Linked DNA regions of Sus scrofa: region 2 is linked to region 1. A link is a contact called in public Hi-C data. All regions are on one chromosome and are shown on one strand. Each heading gives the region's core, a stretch centred on a gene start, on an enhancer-like site or on the middle of the called end of the contact. The rest is flanking DNA. Distances are from core to core; before and after follow the strand shown.

The links. A called contact is a pair of places that touch in the nucleus more often than the background predicts.
Region 2: a contact with region 1 is called in a Hi-C map of retroperitoneal adipose tissue, with 2.2 times the contacts expected there. The contact joins two enhancer-like sites. A contact is called at or near these places in 5 of 47 Hi-C or Micro-C datasets (embryonic fibroblasts, fetal skeletal muscle, mesenteric adipose tissue and 2 more).

What each region holds. Positions count from the first base shown.
Region 1 is chr11:6,534,667-6,540,323 of Sscrofa11.1, reverse strand. It overlaps SLC7A1 (solute carrier family 7 (cationic amino acid transporter, y+ system), member 1), which reads left to right. Exons shown (of 13, transcript NM_001012613.1): 13 at 1-2,268. MTUS2 (microtubule-associated tumor suppressor candidate 2) reads right to left here. Exons shown (of 15, transcript XM_021065174.1): 15 at 5,291-5,657. Among named protein-coding and RNA genes, the nearest start is that of SLC7A1, 67 kb to the left of the region's middle. Within about 2 kb of position 3,098, at least 36 of the 83 cell types and tissues checked have an H3K27ac peak or open chromatin away from gene starts, as enhancers often do. A contact at or near this core is called in retroperitoneal adipose tissue, where this site is marked.
Region 2 is chr11:6,926,404-6,932,408 of Sscrofa11.1, reverse strand. All of the region lies in intron 2 of LOC106505250 (a long non-coding RNA gene), which reads left to right. Among named protein-coding and RNA genes, the nearest start is that of KATNAL1, 130 kb to the left of the region's middle. Within about 2 kb of position 2,173, at least 23 of the 83 cell types and tissues checked have an H3K27ac peak or open chromatin away from gene starts, as enhancers often do. A contact at or near this core is called in retroperitoneal adipose tissue, where this site is marked.

The DNA of each region.
Region 1 (5,657 bases), core at 1,849-4,348:
CGGCCCCTCCCAGACTCCCCCCAAACTGGAAATATGTGTCAGAAATTCCCTTTTTCTGGAGACACGGCCTCTGGGGCTGCTGTGTCTGCTTCCCTCTGTGCAGCAGCCCCGTTACCCTGGTCGGTTGCAAAGACCATTTCTGCTGAGCACGTGCCCCCCTGCACGCTCATGGCCTTGGGAAGACCCTCAGAGAAGCAAGCGCGGGCCGTAAGGACCTGAGCCCACGGACGCCAGGGAAGCCCCTGGGCCCTAGGCAGGGGGACGTGAGCCCCCCGAGGGGATGGGGACCAGAACCTTCTCGCTCAGCCTCTGCACCAGTCCCACCCCACCTGCTCGCCCTGCTGCCCCGACTTTGGGCCAGATTCGTTCTTACAGACCCAGAGGCCGCACCTTCTTTGCAGGTCGTTTGGGAGGAGCTTCCAAGTTGATACTGTTGTCAGCACCGCTCTGGCTTCCCCACTTGGGGTTTTGTTCCTTTGAGTCTTGACTCCAACAGGTGATCAGCCGCCTGCTCCCGGGTGGTTTGGACACCACGCTCCGCCACCCTTTAGCCACAGGTGGTGGTGCTGAGGGGGCTACACCCCTCACCCAGAGCCCCCAGGCCGCTCCCTTCTCCCCTTCAGCACACCGTCTACACCTGGGAGGCGCGCCTGGCCCAGCAGGAGCCTTTCGCTGTGTGGTTTGCTGCTGCTTGTGGGTAGAGGTGGCGATGGGGGCAACACAGGCTACACCGAGCCCCCCCGCCCCCCTGCCCGGCCCCACCTGCAGGCAGGCAGACATTGCGAGCTGACAGTCTTGCTGCCCGCCTAGGAGGGCCTCTAGCTTCACACAGGAGGCAGAGCTGTCAATAGGGCGGGAGGCTGGGGCCGGGTGTGTGGACCCTACCCAGACTGCTGGTGAGCCCACAGGCATTCGGGGGCCCCCCTGCTAGAGTAAACCTGCCTGGCTCCACACCAGGACCCATCTTTCTGAATGCCCCACTTGCCACACTAAGAGCCGATTGTCCTCTTGGCACCCAAGAACCATCCCCCTCCCCCAGGACAGGAGTGAGGGGTCTTCAGGCCGAGTCCCCCACCCGAATGTTCTAGGCTGGATGGAGACGCATGAGTGTGGCACCTCCTCGCCTTTCAGGTGCAGGCGTGTGACGCTTGTGTGCAGAGCTGTTGCAGAGTTCACTTCAGATGGAACAAAATATATGTTGTGTATAATTGTGAGTATAATTTAAAACCTACCTGTTTGCCTTGGCAGTGAGAGCGCGTGTAAGGCTCTTAGAGCAAGATGTACATTTTGTCTGACTCGACTCTCGTGGACCTTTTGGGTAATGAAATGCTTTATTGATCCAGTGGAGCGAGAAGCCATGTACACTCCGTGTGTCGTCATCGCAGTTTTGACGCCTCCTGGGTGGTTAAGGCAGAAAGTCAACTGACCTTTCTGCTGATCACAATGACCCAGTCTTTCTGTGCCCTTTGCTCCCCTGAGTGGTGGTGCTCTTCCAAGGGGGGGCGTGGACTGGCCCGGGGTCTCGAGGAGCAGTTCTCAGGAGCCCCTGGACTGCCCCGAGAGCGTGTTGTGCTGCCAGCTGAACCCCGCCCCCCCGGGCAGTGAAAGACCTTGCCCACCTGGGGTTTCTCAGGGCTGGGGAGCAGGGCTGGGAAGATGCATCAGACTTTGTTAAATTATTAACAAGGTTATATGATTTTGTGTTTCTTGATGACAAACTTTGTTAAGTTTGGGACTTATTTTCCCATTTGAGAAGTTATAATATGTATTTAAAATAAGTTTCCTGCTTAAGTTGTGCCTTTCAGCATGGATGGGTTTAAGGAGCACAAAGGGTGATGATGGTGGTGAGAGTGGGTTTATTATCAAACCGAAATAGCTGTGGTTTCTCCAGAGCACTTTTCCTCTACTGAACATGGAGCCATTGTTAAAAGAATTGTGCGTTTTTATTATGTAAATTGTATAATATTTTTTGCTTGTTTGATGTTCTATTTTTCTAATAGTTTTCTTATGGTTTCTTATATTTGCGCGACTAGATTTAGATTCTGTGCTAACTGCAAATCAGATTGACCCCTGCTGGTCCCCCCTGTTTTATCTTAAGGACAAGAGTAGATGTCCATTGCCTTTAAGAAATGTGAACCTCTGCTCTGTAGCCCGGTTTTGCTGGCAACACTGTACATGGATACCGTACTTCATGTTGTAAATCCAACTATTTTGTGGTACATCCCCTATGCTTCCGCAGATCTTAATAAATTCCGTCTCTGGCCTCCGCGAACGCAGTGTGATCTGAGGAATTCTGGCCCCTCTGGTGCCCCGTAGAGGGGTGCTCTTGCTCTGGGCACCTGCCGGCTTCTCCAACCGGAAGTCGGAAGTCGTGTAGCCTGATTTTCATGCAGCCTTTGATGTCAATGCTCTTCCTTCCAGTTTCGGCGCCTCAGCCAAGGCGTCCCCGGAACTCTCACTTAGGATGCTGTGATGCTGGCGATCCCACTCTTCCCAGACTGGGCTCGGGTTTGGGCCCAGGAATCGTTCTGCCCTTGGAGCTGCCTGGTAAGAGATGCTTGCTGCACAAGGACTGGGATGCCGGTGCAGCAACCCCCTGCCCGCCGCTTTGAACACCTTACCGTTGCTCCACCCGCCACCCTTGGGCGCGAGCAGGACCTGGAGGGGAGGAGACTGTTGTCGCTGTTCCCTTAATCCTCGATTTCTCACTCCCCCGCCCCTCTTGAGAAAGGAGGCTATTGCCCTCAAGTGGGCCTTCATTCGCAGACTCTAGGGCAGGGAGGTCTGCTGCCGCCCGAGGGATGAGCACGGGGCTGCCCCTGGCCCCCACTTTGTCCCCAGGAATGTGAGGGGCCTCTCTCGGCCACGCGGTCAACTCCCCCCACCGGGCCTGGACTGTGTAGGCGCTTCCCCTCCGAGCTCAGAGGTGTGCGGTGCGTCTGGGACGCGGGCAGGCAGGGCGCCCCTTCCGGCCTCCCAACCCAGGGCGATCCGTGACAACGTGCAGGCGCCGGCAAGCCCAGCCCCAGACCTCAGGGCGGGCCGGGGCGTCGCGGAGCCTCCGGGAGCGCCCGGGGGCGGGGAGCTGGGGGACGACGCGGGCAGCGCCTTCCCGGGAACGGGTGCCGCGGCGCCACACTGCCACCTAGCGGCCGGAGCGGGCGGGCCGCCTGCAGAGCCCGGCAGGCTTCCAGCAGCTTCCTAGGAATCCCTGATGGGCCCCCTTGAGGCCCGGAGAAGCCTCTGCAGGTGTGGTTATAAACCAGGTGAGGTGAATCGGCTGCTGCCCTCAGACGGCCTGGCCTTCGGCGTGGGAGGCTCGCGTGGACGCCTTCTCGGGGACTGCTCAGCCACCAGGTGAGCCGGGAGGGCGGGCACACCTACCGGGGGTACCCGTGGCTGCCCCCTGCAGAGGGGCATGGTTTCGTTTTACCATGTACGCGTGTCCAAGCCTTAGCTCCGTGAGCAGGGCCTAGGGGAGGAAGCAGGCGGTACTCGTGCGAGTGGCGTGAGCCCCGGCTGGCTGCAGCCAGGACCGCGGGCCCAGGGAGAAGCGGCGCCGCGGGGCTCGCCCACGGATGCTTTTCATTTTCGCTCCTGCCAACAGCGTGGCTCCTTGTTGAGCCCTGCTTAGATGCCGGCTTCAGGGTGCTGGGAGGGGCACGGGGCACCACGGCCCCTGCTACCCCCCATTTGGTTGCACTTAGAAGTGGCGGCAGCAGCAGAGCCGATGGCTAGCCGGGGTGGGGGGGGGTGTCTGTGGAGAGGGACCCCCTCTTAGGTTGCGCAGCACTTTGGCTGGCTGGTGCTGCCGCTGGGCTGGCAGTCACTCCCAGACCAGGGGAGCCCCAAACTCGGCGCCCTCCCTGAGCCACAGAACAGAGCTGGGCGGTCAAGAAACCCAGGTGTCTCGCTTTTCCTTGTTTTCAATGAGGTTTGAGAGCCGCAGATTGTTTGGGGGTTTTGTGGTTGTTGTTGTTTGTTGTTTTTAAGATACTTAGCAAACTTAAGTGAATTCGCTCTAGCCTGTGGTGCTGGTGATTTTTTTTTAAGCATTTGACCTCAACTCCCAAGTGGGCAGACCCTGCCTCCTGCCTATGGGGGTGGCCAGGACAGGGTGGCTGCAGGAGGCCTGTTTGGAGATGGTGCAGCCCCAGCTGCGAGCACAGCCTCCCCCTCAGCAGGTGGGACGCATTGCTCGGCTCCTACCCCAGCTTCTCAGACAGAGCGCCGGCCCTGGCCAGGGCTGCGCGTGGGCCCATGGCACAGAGTGGGTCTGAGCAGTTGACTTCAGAGGTCTTTCTGTCGCTGCAGGGTAGGCGTGGGAGACAATTCTCAGAGCCCGAGGGCCAGGTGCCAGCTGCCCTTTGTGAAGTGGCAGTGCTGATGTGGGGCGGGGGGGGGCAGTGGAGGGCAGTTATTCTAAAGGTGGTGGCACAGGTCACCAAGAGAAACAAATGGGTTGGGACGGCCCAGGAAGTCATTCCTAGCAGCTGTCACCCCTAAGCTGGGCGCATGGGGGATCCAGGCTGGTGCTGGCGAGTCCAGGGTGACTCATGGTGACTTACGAGCTTTGAAGAGGCTCAGCAGTACTTTGGGAGGGCAGGCTGGCTGGAGGGTCCCTGCAAACCCCACAGGCCACGCAGGCTCTCCCCTGCGACCCCAGGCAGGTGCCCGCTGGCTGCAGCGCAGCCTGAAGGCCCGGCTCGGGGAGCAGACGCTTTCAGGTTGAGGGAGGGTCCTGGCTCAGAGCGTCCCAGGGCCCCGTGGGCGTGAGAGCCCGTGACAGGGAAGTGCTGTGGCACAGACACCTTGCCAGGAGGGCCCGCCGCGGCCACTGTCAGGGGAGAGCTCTGTGCCCAGACGCACACCGGCGCGACCGAGGACAGGCCAGGCTCGCTCGGGTAGAAACAGGTCACCGTTGGAATTTGAAATGGGTGGTTGGGGGTTGGACTCAATCTTTTGTGTCTTTTGCCCAACAAACTCCAGCCCACCCCAGCCTGCCTGGGATGGGGTGTGGGCCGGGGGCAGGGCCACTGAGCCCCCAGAATCCAAGCAGGGCTGCTGAAGGCCCCAGGCTGGGAAGACGAGGCAGCGACCTTGGTCCTGCGAAGTTGGGAGAGCGATGGGGGTCGGGGGAGGGCGAGACCCAGTGACCAGCTGACCTGGCACACACACGAGGAGCCCAGCCTGCGGAGCCCCTTCAGCCTCCCTGCTTCAGACGCATGCCCGCCTGCCCCCCTGAAGCCTGAGCGGGCCAGGCCAATGGTCACACCAAGTGCGTATCACAGAAGGTCCCTCAAGTTCATTTTAATATGCTTCGAACACAGATAGGCAACACAGAAACCGGAGGGGCCCGAAAAGGACCGAGGGACCCCGTTCACATCATCCCCAAGTGCGTGGGCCTCCAGCCTCTCCCCCGCCCCCGCAGGAACCTCCTTGGGGTGTGGGGTGGGCTGGGGGCGGCCGGGCTCCAACAGGGGCTCACACGCCAAGAAGTGGTTGGTGAGGCTTGCTGCGTGTGTCTGAGGCAGGTGGGGGAGGCTGCCGCGTCTCTGCGTGGCAGCAGCTCCAGCCCGGGAGGCAGACGCCAGGGAGATGTCCCCGTCGCCAGGGGTCCAGGTCCCAAAGGTGTGCGGGGTGAGGGGCGCCGTGGC
Region 2 (6,005 bases), core at 924-3,423, 390 kb before region 1:
GGGGCCTAAATGCCTGCTCCCGCCTAACCAGCCCCTCTCCCCACCTCTCCAAGAAGAGGGGCGAAGTCGGGGTTCCGCAGGCAAGTCTGGGGATGCTGGTGTGCACCTTCGGCTCAGGTGTGGCTGGTGGGTGTGTCCTGAGCAGGTCCGAGCCAGATGCCCTGCTGAACCTCAGTTTCCAGGCAACCCCATCACCCTCACTTTACAGCGGACAAGATCGGGGCTCAGAGAGGCGCAGTAAACTTGCCAAGCTTGCTCACCCAGCTGTGGCAGAGGCCTATCTGACCCCCAACTGCCCGCTGAGGGAGGGTCTGGATTCTCCTAAACCCCCACCAGGAAGCCACTTCCGGGAGAGGCTTAAGTCTTACCACGTTCCCTACTGATAGGAGGGAGGAGTGGACAAAGGAAGTTGCCAAAGCTACTGCCCAACCTTTCCGGGTTCAGAACTCATTATGTAGAAAACGCAGAGACACGAAGCTGGCATAGGTCACTCTTACCAGCAATGGGGCCGGTTTCCTCTGGTGTTGTTTGCCCAGCTTGTGGGAGGAAAAAATGTAGGGGCTGTAGTTTGCTGTGGCCACATAACAAAACACTGCAGACGGGGCTCTGTGTGTGTGTGTGTGTGTGCTTAAACAAGAGAAACATATTGTCTCACAGCTCTGGAGTCTGGAAGTTCAAGATCAAAGCGCTGGCAGGTTAGTTTCTTCTGAGGCCTCTCCCCTTTGCCTGGTGGGTGACTGCCTTCTCATCCTCATAGGGTCTCCCCACTACCACCGCCCCCCGTCCCCCTACCTGCATAGTCTGTGTCTAAATTTCCTCTTCTCATAAGGACACCAGTCAGATTTGACTAGGGTCTACCTTAAAGACTTCCTTTTCACTTAATTGTCTCATCTCCAAAATGGTGACCTTCTGAGACACAGGGGGCTAGGATTTATTTGAATTTGGGGCACAATTCAGCCCATTACAGGGACTTAAATAAGTCTTTGCTGTACGAGGCCTGGCCCTGCAAACTCCGTATGTGCATATGCAAATCAGTCACCTTTTTATGTGTCCACACAGGCATGGTTCCCCAAAACAAGAAGGCCGTGAGAAAATTGCCCAAATACTCGGTACTCTCTTGCCTCTTCCTTGTTTTTAAGAGTCACGAGTCTTTGGTTTGGCTCAAGCGAAATCATGTGTGAAATCCAATAAATGGGAAGTCTTTATTGCTCAACCACTTTTGAAAAATGTCTGTCACAGAGGCCATTTTTTTCCCTCCATCAAGTCTCATGATTTTCTATGAAACCAGCTCATTGTGAGAAAAGGCAGCTTTAAGAAGTGGGATAGAGGGTGTAGTACCGGCTGTCGGACGCTAGGTGGAGCCCCGGGCAGAGGCAGGGACGAGACAAAATGTCTGCAGACACAGCCCAGGCTCTAGATTGGCTTAGAATGAAAAAACAATTCAGTCTCTTTTGAAGTTGGCTCTCTTCAATCAATGAGACACTGACGGCTGTGACGTTAATAGAAAAGTCAGAGTTTTGTTTGTTCGTTTTGAGGTGGTAATGAGATGCCCGTAATCTGGAGATCATAATTGAGCAAAGCTGAAATGGTTATTATTATTGGGAGCTGTTGTTTTCTCTGTCTGCAATGTTGAGAAGCTTCAGCAGCTCTTCCGGACCTCCCCCCCCCCCCGCCCCCGCGTCGTCCTTCCCACACGGTACCCCCCTTCCCTGGGGCCCTCTCCTGCCCAGTTGCTGAGCAGAGTCTCCCGTTTCTGCTAAACATACTGGCTCCTCTGAATGCAATGCACCGAATCCATTGTCAGAAAAGGGGGGGGCATCCTCAGAGCAGGAGATGAGAAGGCGTTTGGGAGGCCCTGTGCTGCGGGGCTGTAAGTGCTGGGTGGCTGGAGAAGCCATGCCCTCAGACGCTCCTACACTGGCCCTCCCCAGCTTTTTTGGGAGGGTAGCTAGGGGCTCTAGGTGGCAGTGGTATCTCCTGGGGTCCTGGTGGGTGATGGCGAGGGTGGACAATGCTCTCCTGGACTTCTCAGAGGCTGCTGGGCCTGAGGTCCTGGGGCTTGCCTTCTCTTCTTCCCTGGGACAAGCTGGATGCCACAGTCGTCCCCAGTCCTGGCTCCACGTTATACCATCTGTGCTGGCCCATCTCTGATGTCCCCCAAGTCCCCACTGATTCCTGCCCTTCTCCACTCTGCTCGGCGTGCCAGAGGCTGTTCTCTGTGGCCCGTGCCCCCCAGCTCTCCTGCCCTCTGCTTCCAGCTGGACTTGGCCGGTGGCCGGAGGCGAGAAGTCAGGTGTCTCTTCCTTTGCTCCTTCCCCGCTGGCTGTACGGGGTCCCCAGGAACCCCCGCTCCTGTTAGGGTGGGACTAGACCCAGACTGTCCACCTCATCAGAAAGCAGGCTGGAAGGTTCTGGACCCCAAGCTCAGAGTTAGCACACAGATGTGACAGGCAGACAGATGGCAGGACTAGACGGCCGGCACTCCTATTTGCTGCACAGAAACGCTGTTGGGCTTTCATCCTGCCTGGCGAGCAGAGGGGCAGGGTCCCGAGCAGATAGGGCTTCTGAACAGTCTCAGGCCCTTCCACTGTCTGTGGGAGGTGAAGGGTCCTGGGATCAGATTTTGTCCCTCTGCCAAAATGTAAAGCTGTCTCTACTCTGAGGGCCCCTAATGTCGATGGGAATTTACGGCGGAGTTTATCATCCTTCCTCTCAGGTGGAGCTTCCTTCATCACGACCCTCTTTGAGGGTGCAGATGGAGCCCGTCGTGTTGCTGGGCAAGGATGCCAGGCTTCCCAGCAGGCGTGGTGTCCAGTCGGTGCCGTGTATAGCCCATAAATGTCGCCGTGGCAGAGGGAGAAGTGTTGGCTTGAGGTTATCTGCCACTAGCCTTTTTTTTTTTTTTTTTTTTTTTTTTCCTGCGGCCTTGCCCAGGGCAAGAGGAAGTTCCTGGGCCAGGGATCCAGCTCCCGGCCCAGCAGCGACCACAGCAGATCCGTAACTGCTAGGCCTCCAGGGAATTCCCAGCCGTCGGCCTCCTGGCGGGTTTGTGGCGGGGAGAGTGGGAGCACTTTGCAGATGAAACTCATGTGACTGTGATCTCAAAACTTGAGTAACTCACTTTCCTGGACATGGTGGAGGGAATTCGGCACCCCTGTGCCGAGAATTTCTGAGAATGCCGAGGGCCAAGAGGATCTAACCCCTCTCACCTCCTCTTGTGTGGAGTGAAAACTGCCAAGTCTTTACTCTTTCTCGTTGGTCCGGTTTTCCGTCCCTTAGTTATTTCCCCTTTACTCTGATTTCCCCATGCGGTCCAAAATGGCAAGCCTTAGCGCTGGAAAATCGGTTCTCTTAAACTCTTAAAAGTCTGTTATTCTTGAATCCTTTTGGCATCCATGCCCATCAATTACGTTGGGGCGTCTCTTTGTTTTTATTTGTTTATTATTGAAGCATGGTTGGTGCACAACGTTGTGTTGTCTTGTGGTGTGCAGCAAAGCGATTCACTTATGCGAGTGTCCGTGTACACACGTCTTTTTCACATTCTTTTCCGCTGTGGTTTCTCCGAGGATCTTGACCATAACTCCCTGCGTCTACCGCAGGCCTTGTTCTTGACGCATCCTCCGTGTAGGGTTTGCATCTGCGGATCCCAAACTCCTCATGTATCTCCCCCCGCCCCGCCTTTGGTAACCACGAGTTTGCTCTCTATGACTGTGCGCCTGTTTCTGTTTCTTTTCTTGGTTTTGTTTTAAAAGAGCATTTCGTTACAGAAGCATCTTTGACGCCAGATATGATCTGACCCCCCCACAGGCCTTTTCATGTTTAACCCATTTTTCCTATTTTGGATCTCTAGCTTTTTCCCAAGTTCCCAGATAGGGCCTTGTCTTGGTCTTTATCCTTATTGGATGTCACCTTGCTTTTTTTTTTTTTTTCCCCTGGTGACACCCACGGCATGGGGAAGTTCCCTGGCCGGGGATCAAACCTGAGTCTCCACAGAGACAAACCAGATCATTAACCCACTGGGCCACAAGGGTACTGCCTGATGTCACCTTACTTTTGACGAGTCATTTCTCTCATCTCAGAAGGTCCCTCTCAGCCATGGTGTAGAGAGGTTATGCTGTTCCATTGTTCCCTGTATGTTAATGAGACAGTCCCCAGTTCCATGACCTGCCTGGAATGAGCCCCGTGACCTTGAACTTTCCCTCCGCCCCCTGGGGCTCCTGCTGGGCCCATTTCCTTCCAAGCTGACCCTGGGGGCCTGTGGTTCCATCTCGTGTCTTGTGCCAACGGGAGTCTGATTCTGCCCGGGCTTCCTTACCTGATGACACCTGAGGGAGGAAGGCCGGGTATTTCCATCATCATGGGGCCGAGGCCCAGGTGCCCGGGGAGGTCAGAGTCGCAGCAGCCACAGTGGCAGGTGGGATGCTGCCCCTCCCCCAGCCTCACGGCTGTGCGCTGCCATGCCTGCAATTTCATCACGCGCACCTTTGTAAACAATCTATTTAGCAGCCAAATTATACAGCAGGTAATTATAGCTTCCAGCCTGATGTCAGGCGTCCCCTGCACAACCACCTGCCGGCGGCGACAGTGCGGCCTGGGGCCGGGCGGCTGGCATCGCGCGGGAGCCTTGATGAGCCAGGACGAGGCGGGTGGGTTTCCTTGACTTACGTTAATTGTCTGTGTCAGGTCTTCGGGTCTTGTTTTGACAGTCCCGAAATTGTGTTTGGACTCTTGATTAGATCAATACGGGAAGCCGGGCCAGAGCGGTTTGCCTTTGAGGCAAAAACAAGCCGGGTAAGATCCGATCCCTGGTGTGAAGGGGGGTCTGTCTCCACAGCCCGCTTTCCCTTCCTCGTCTCCTTGAAGCTCTCCTTCTGCGTGCCCGGCTCTTCCGACGGGAGCACTGGCCGAGGGGGACCCACTCGGGAGCAGGGAGAAACCAGAGGGAAGCCTGGGGTTAAGGCCAACACATGCACTTAAAGATGGGTTCAAGGGGAGTTCCTGTCGCGGCTCAGTGGTTAACGAACCCGACTAAGAACCATGAGGTTGCGGTTTCGGTCCCTGCCCTTGCTCAGTGGGTTAAGGATCCGGCGTTACCGTGAGCTGTGGTGTAGGTTGCAGATGCAGCTCCGATCCCGCGTTGCTATGGCTCTGGCGTAGGCTGGAGGCTACAGCTCCGATTGGACCCCTAGCCTGGGAACCTCCATATGCCGAGGGAGCGGCCCAAGAAATGGCAAAAAGACAAAAAAAAAAAAAAAAAAAAAAGATGGATTCAAGGGGAGTTCCCGTCGCGGCTCAGCGGAAACGAACCTGACTAGTACCCATGAGGATGCAGGTTCGATCCCTGGCCTCACTCAGTGGGTTAAGGATCCCAAGTGGCTGTGACTGTGGTGTAGGCCAGCAGCTATAGGTCCATTGGGCCCCTAGCCTGGGACTCTCCATGTGCCTCGAGTGTGGCCCTAAAAAGCAAAAAAAAAAAAAAAAAAAAAGACGGATTCAAGGGTTTGTTCTGAGCCCTCCCCGCTGGTGATGCTCATGGTTGCGACTTCGCTGTTCACTTAGATCTGGTGATTCTTGATGCCTCTAGCGATGGAAAGATTTCATCCCTGGACCTGCAGGAGAGCCTCCCCCATCCTGCTTGTCGTATCCGAGGTGACACAACACCTTGGATCTCACCAAGGTGTCACCAGGCTGTTCATCTGTGGCTGGAGGTCCCTCTGCTGACAATGGGGCCCCTGAAGCGAGGGATCGCCGTCCCACGCAGGTGAAAGGACACGTGAGGATGGGCCGAGGTGAGTGGGGTGCGGAGGCCCAGGCATCCTCCGGGCCCATCAGGATGGCTCTGCGCCCGGAGCCTCCCCTCCCCCGCCCCGTCCACAGGGACGCGTCTGCCGTTGTCAGAGGTGGCCCTGTGGGCTTGACCTAAGGCTGGGGGGGGATTCTTCAGGTAGATTTGAGGAAGAGATGGAGGGGAACAAGGTGCAGAAGGGAAAGAGATTTTAAGAAGC